Linked DNA regions of Mus musculus: region 2 is linked to region 1. The links are chromatin contacts, called in public HiChIP or PLAC-seq maps. All regions are on one chromosome and are shown on one strand. The core of a region is the stretch at or near the end of the contact, and the rest is flanking DNA. Distances in the headings are between cores, read along the strand shown.

Region 1 (2,700 bases), core at 24-2,523:
TTCTAAGTTATTTTAAACATGAAGCTACTCCTGCTGGAGAAGTCGCTAGGGTGTCTCCCGTGACTGTTTTCAGCTACCCTCCTCTCCCATGCTTTTCACATGATGACAGCGAAGCCATCACTGTGATTAAGACTCCAAGCACTGATGTTGAACCTTCAGGAGCCCAACACAAGTTCTCCCTGCAAATGTATAACAGTAGCTACATCAATCTCAGAAGGACTTGGTCATCAGTCTCCAGCTTCTTTGTTTCATAGGTGAGAGGCAGGATAGTTTATCCTTTAACGGGGGTGGGCGGGGACTATTATAAAGTAGCATTTATGCCTGGGTCCCTTAGCACGGTTAAAGTCCTATAATCTCACGAAGAAGCTAAGGTCCTCCTACCCAAAGTTATCATCTTAGAACGAAGAAGAAAACCAAAGGCAACAAGTCTGGCCAAACCGTGGAGGATCAGGGGCAGGTTCAAAGCTGGGGCAATTGAGAATGGACCGCACCTGGGGGACCTGATCCTTGGAACGTCACCCTGGGTCACTCAGGTTGTCAATGAGGACAGATTGTCGGGGAGATGAGTTTGGGTTTGGGGGGATAGTGAGTGGAGAGGAGAGGAATGCAGATTTGTGTGCTTCTGGAAGTAGTAATACTATAGCAGAAATGGGAGGTCTTACGACCTCATCATGCACACTTCTGGTCCCATTTTCCTCTTTTCATGTGGCTGTATTTAAATTTCACTGGAAACAAAAACACAACAACAACAAAAACCATTTTTCCCCCACCGAAGAGACAGTGACTTTAAGGCTATGATATTTAGCCTTAGACAATGATACTCAGAATAGAAGCTGACAGGGCTGTAATTATGGGTCACCGAAACTTTAGGGGCCAAGTATGCAGACTCTGTGTGTGTAAAACCGATGTCCTACAATTACAACGGAAGCATGTTCTAGTCTATGTCGTTTCAGCAAACTGCTTAAAATGTGTAAGACTGCAGAGAGTGTAGCACGGAAAACTACTGAAGTAAAGAATAGCTTCCTAAACGATGCTCGGCGTCTAGAGCTAAAGCAACAGGAAGAGTAGAACAGAACCGATCAACAACTGTATGACGCCACAATAAACCACGTTGCGTGTTCTGTTCATGAAATTATAAATATAAGTGCACTACTGCGTGCTTGCTGTAACAAATACTGCCTTCCAGAGAAAAATAGAAGGAACCGAGAATTGCATCCACAGTGACATTTCCACCGCTTATCAGCTCATCAGATTTAACCTTAGTGTCTGACTCTTAGAGTCATTGTCGCCACCACGTGGTGAGCCGTGGTAGTGAACCTCGGCAGTGTCTCCGTTAAACATTTGGTGGGTGAAATTCTGGTTAAAGCAATGCTAAGTCTAGACAAAAAACTACTGGAAGATGGAGACAGTGTATTTTTTTAAAAGTCTGATATTTTGGCTGGAGTACCACAGAATATTGCTTAATATGAAAATATGAACATATGCAAACTTTGAGCCTTTCGCGTATGCAAAATGAGCTTTGTCTGGTAAAAAGCCATGGAACCAGAATAAACAAGTTAAATATCTAGTAATTCTAGTCAGCTCACTCTGTGATCTCCTGAATGTCTATGGTGTCATAGTAAGAAGGGACACCCCAGCCACCTTCAGGTCCAGTCTCAGGAGGGTTGAGGTTCAAAGCATCTGCAGTGGTTGTTCACCATTCTCTGACGCCTAGGCGTCCTGATACTTCATGCCAAGTCTTCTCTGAGCTTCTCCTCTCCTCCACCAAGCTTTCTGGATGCCCGGGACTCTCAGCTTCCCTAGGCTCCTCTCCTGGTGGCAAAGCTTTTCTCTTGTATCTTTTTAGTGCCTGTCTGTATTAGTGCAAGTGTACCAGCAAGGCTTTCAGAATGAAGAAAAACTGTACAAAAATGAAGGTCTTATATGCCAAAATGATTTGTGTTTTGCTCTAGTATGAAACGGATGCTCTAAAAAAAAAAAAAAAAAAAAAAGCCCGATTTGCTTCTTTCTGTACTCTCATTGTTAGTACTAGGACAAGCTATATTGTTTCCCTGACATCGTAGGATTGAATGGTATCTACAGTCAGCTAAGAGAACTGAACTGGCCTTAACATCTTATTCAAATGGCAGGAAACATTAAAGAAAGCAAGAGTTCTGTTATTGAAAAGCATACTGCATATTCCCAGGAAGCTAGATAAATACATTAAAATCAACATTTTTGTTAATGTGTATGCATGCCTAGTTATGTGTCCTCTACCACCTATCCACCCATTCTCACACATAGGGAAGTTTCCATCCGCTATAAATCTTTATCTATACATATATGACATAAGCATGTATTATTGGCCTTTAAATACACAATACAAGCTAACTCCTACTTTCACATGTTACTCTATGTTGTAACAGGAATTCCTACTATGCATGTGTCAATAGTTTTTAATTTTATTCCCGACAGTCTTGTTACACATCTGAAATTCATTGTATACATCTGGTAAAGATACCTTTGCCTCTATCAGTTATTATTTATTAAGTTCTCTCATATAGTTATTTAATGCGCCTATGTGGTTTGCTCTTGCCATAATTGATTTTGAGAGTAAATAAACAGAATCGAGGAATCCTGTAAATGGGTAACAGTTGGGGAATTATCACAAGTTAGGTATGCAATTATAGATGCATACGATTGCATAGGAGACTACTCCAG
Region 2 (2,739 bases), core at 57-2,556, 1.3 Mb before region 1:
AATTGATTTTGAGTTTCCATTAATTTTACTCTTTGCTCTCTATGAGAAGTTTTTCACTTGTTTAAACTCAGAAAGATACTTTTGTTCAAAAGATGTGTCAGTGCGATGACAAGGGAGTCTCTGCTGGCCTGGGAACCTCAGATGTCTACAGAAGGAAGAAGTTATCAAATTCACTGCCATGGACTTTGCTGAAATTAGTGAAGACTCATTCATCCTAATGCAGTTTCAAGGGCTTCCTCCCTCTTCTCTTCACAGAAGAGCTCAGCAAAGCACACATCTCCTAAGAAGCCCCCCTGATTGGTCCGGGCTGGCACTGTTTCAGTGTTTGGCCTACGGCGGCTGCTTAGGAATAATTTTCTCTCATCCTCTCTATTTTCCTGGACTGTATCAAACTCAGACACGTGGTGTGCAAAGGAAATCCAAGGCCTTAAAAATGCTTTTTATTTTGGTAGTAAGGCCATTGCCAGTTCTGTTTTGGCCAAATGATCTTATCAAGATTTAACAAGAGATTCTCAATAACACCTCTAATCTGTGAGAAGACATTAGATCAAGGAAGATAATTTATTCCATCTTGCATACATCTACCTTCCTTCCTGGCACCAAGGAGGGACAATGATCAAACTTAGTATTGGTACTGAAGATAATACAAAGTGACAAGAATGCTATGGCAATTACTCATTTTGATTAATTTAAAAATTGATAAATAAGTGGGTTTTTTTCTATATTACAGCAGACACTAGAGATCCATTTTCGGTCACTGTTGGGTATTTCTGCTCCTATAAAGGCACCTTACAAATCTGCTGTGCTGTCCACAGTACTGTCACAATTCGTCAGATTCTCTAGACTAACTAGATGAAACAACTGCATTTCAGCATTAAGATTCCTTTTCGGAGTCAAATAAAAGGAGAGCCGTACAGTTCAAACAGCTTGAAAGGCTTGTCACAAACACAGCCAAACCTGTACACATTATCTGTTTTTCTAGGTTTGGAGTACCAGTCTATAAAGTACCAGTCCCTTGTATGGTAACTGGGTTTTACTTCACACTTAGGAGTATTCAAACCCACAGGGAGAAGTTTAGATAGGTAAACTTCACTTCCTACCCTATCTATCTTTACTGCTCCCCTGCAGTTTTGTGTTTCGGAACACATGCTTCATGCCTTTAAAAAGTGCCAGGAAATCTCTTCCTGCAGCTACACAAGCTTTGGTTTTATGTGTGTATCATGACACACCTTAATACAGAGAGTCCCAGCAACTGCAGTGGGACTTTAATTTAAATCCAGACTTAGGGCGAAGAGCTCCATCTACTGAATCAGTTAGATCCTCGCTGGCACCCTAGAGTTATCCCCTTCAGTACTCTAACACTGAGAAGCCCTGTAGAGAACAGAGAAGTTACAGACATGACCGGCAAAAACTAGCTGTGAGCCTAATGCTCTTTTTGATATTTCCCAGATGCCCTAAGACCCCTTTCCTTTGTCCTTCCCAGTTTTCAAAGCTTTCCATGTTTCAATATAGAACAGAAGCGGGTGCTCTGCCATGTGAACCATCTCTCAGAAGCAATAGAAAGCCATTGGCATTGAAGGGAGAGCCTCAAGTAAGTGAAGGAAAGATACGCGAAGAAAATCCCTGTCCCTGGCAGACTGAATAAACCAGGAAAATTCAGAGAAAAGGATAGCTTCCTTACCCCCTACCTTGTATGATTGCTGAAAGGCTCCAGCCCCCAGGATCAGCTCTCTGGGCCCCTCCTTGGCTGCACAGTGTTGCTGTGGCATTGAAAATTTGCTGTGGCTTCCTAAGATTATAGGGAAATGCTCCAGCAAGCCAAAAAAGTCACAAACAAAAATTCAAAGGAAATAAAAAAAAAAAAAAAACCAAAAAAAAAAAAAAAACCTCCCAAAAACCAACAACAACAAAAAATCCAACCCACCAGCATAAAGCAGCTGATTTTATTGGAGAAGGTCTTGGCATGTTCCTCCATATGCCACAATTTTCTTTGGTCCTTCCTAGGTCTATGATCAGAAAACTCATTGTGCCATCCTTACTAGCGCCGTTTTTCTCAGGGTTGCTGATGGCACAGCATGGACAAATGGATCCAGGAGAAGCAAGCTAAAGAGCATATAGATGTCCTGTTCACTTGAAAGCTTTCCAGGAGATCACAGTTTTACAAGTTTCTTTCTCAGAATATCAGTGACATAGAGAAACATATACTCTGTCTAGCTTAGAGAAGAATAAATCAAAATTAAAGAAAAAAACAAACAAAAAACCAAACCACTTGTTAACACACTAACAGATACGGAACACAGCAAGTGGTATTTGAATAAACTTCAACATTAATATATCTGCATAAAATGGAGGAGTGTGTAAAACCTATGAAATATAAATTAAGGTAACTTATAAGGATATAAATATATGTTTATAAACATATAATAATCAGAACTAACAGTTTATAGGATTTTAAAATTACAGAAAAATGATAAAAGTTCGCGGATTCTTTTTCTTTTATATAAAAATATAATTAACATAAATATTAAGTGTCTTTGTGTATCTTTTATTGTATATGTAAGTATGCATTAATATGTTTATCTATAACTATATACAGACACACACAGACACACACACACACACACCTGCATAAAGTTATACCGATTGGCAATAAAAGGTAGTAGGTTGAAAGAAAGTTAAAACTCTGAATTACTTCAAAGTGGGTATTGCAAATATCAATAGGCTACCTATAGGCTTCTT

The links. HiChIP or PLAC-seq counts read pairs in DNA pulled down with a chosen protein or histone mark.
Region 2: an H3K27ac HiChIP or PLAC-seq map of SST interneurons shows a contact between it and region 1, with 15 times the contacts expected there. The contact joins two enhancer-like sites. A contact is called at or near these places in 1 of 15 datasets of contacts at CTCF or cohesin (large pre-B cells), 4 of 484 Hi-C or Micro-C datasets (cortical neurons, muscle stem cells and stem cell-derived neural stem cells) and 7 of 115 datasets of contacts at active chromatin or transcription factors (SST interneurons, astrocytes, embryonic forebrain and 4 more).

Annotation. Positions count from the first base shown.
Region 1 is chr16:42,171,279-42,173,978 of GRCm38.p6, reverse strand. The region is part of intron 6 of Lsamp (limbic system-associated membrane protein); the gene reads right to left. Among named protein-coding and RNA genes, the nearest start is that of Mir6540, 130 kb to the left of the region's middle. Within about 2 kb of position 1,273, at least 5 of the 459 cell types and tissues checked have an H3K27ac peak or open chromatin away from gene starts, as enhancers often do. A contact at or near this core is called in SST interneurons, where this site is marked.
Region 2 is chr16:43,509,303-43,512,041 of GRCm38.p6, reverse strand. The region is part of intron 5 of Zbtb20 (zinc finger and BTB domain containing 20); the gene reads right to left. Among named protein-coding and RNA genes, the nearest start is that of Gm15713, 90 kb to the right of the region's middle. Within about 2 kb of position 1,306, at least 37 of the 459 cell types and tissues checked have an H3K27ac peak or open chromatin away from gene starts, as enhancers often do. A contact at or near this core is called in SST interneurons, where this site is marked.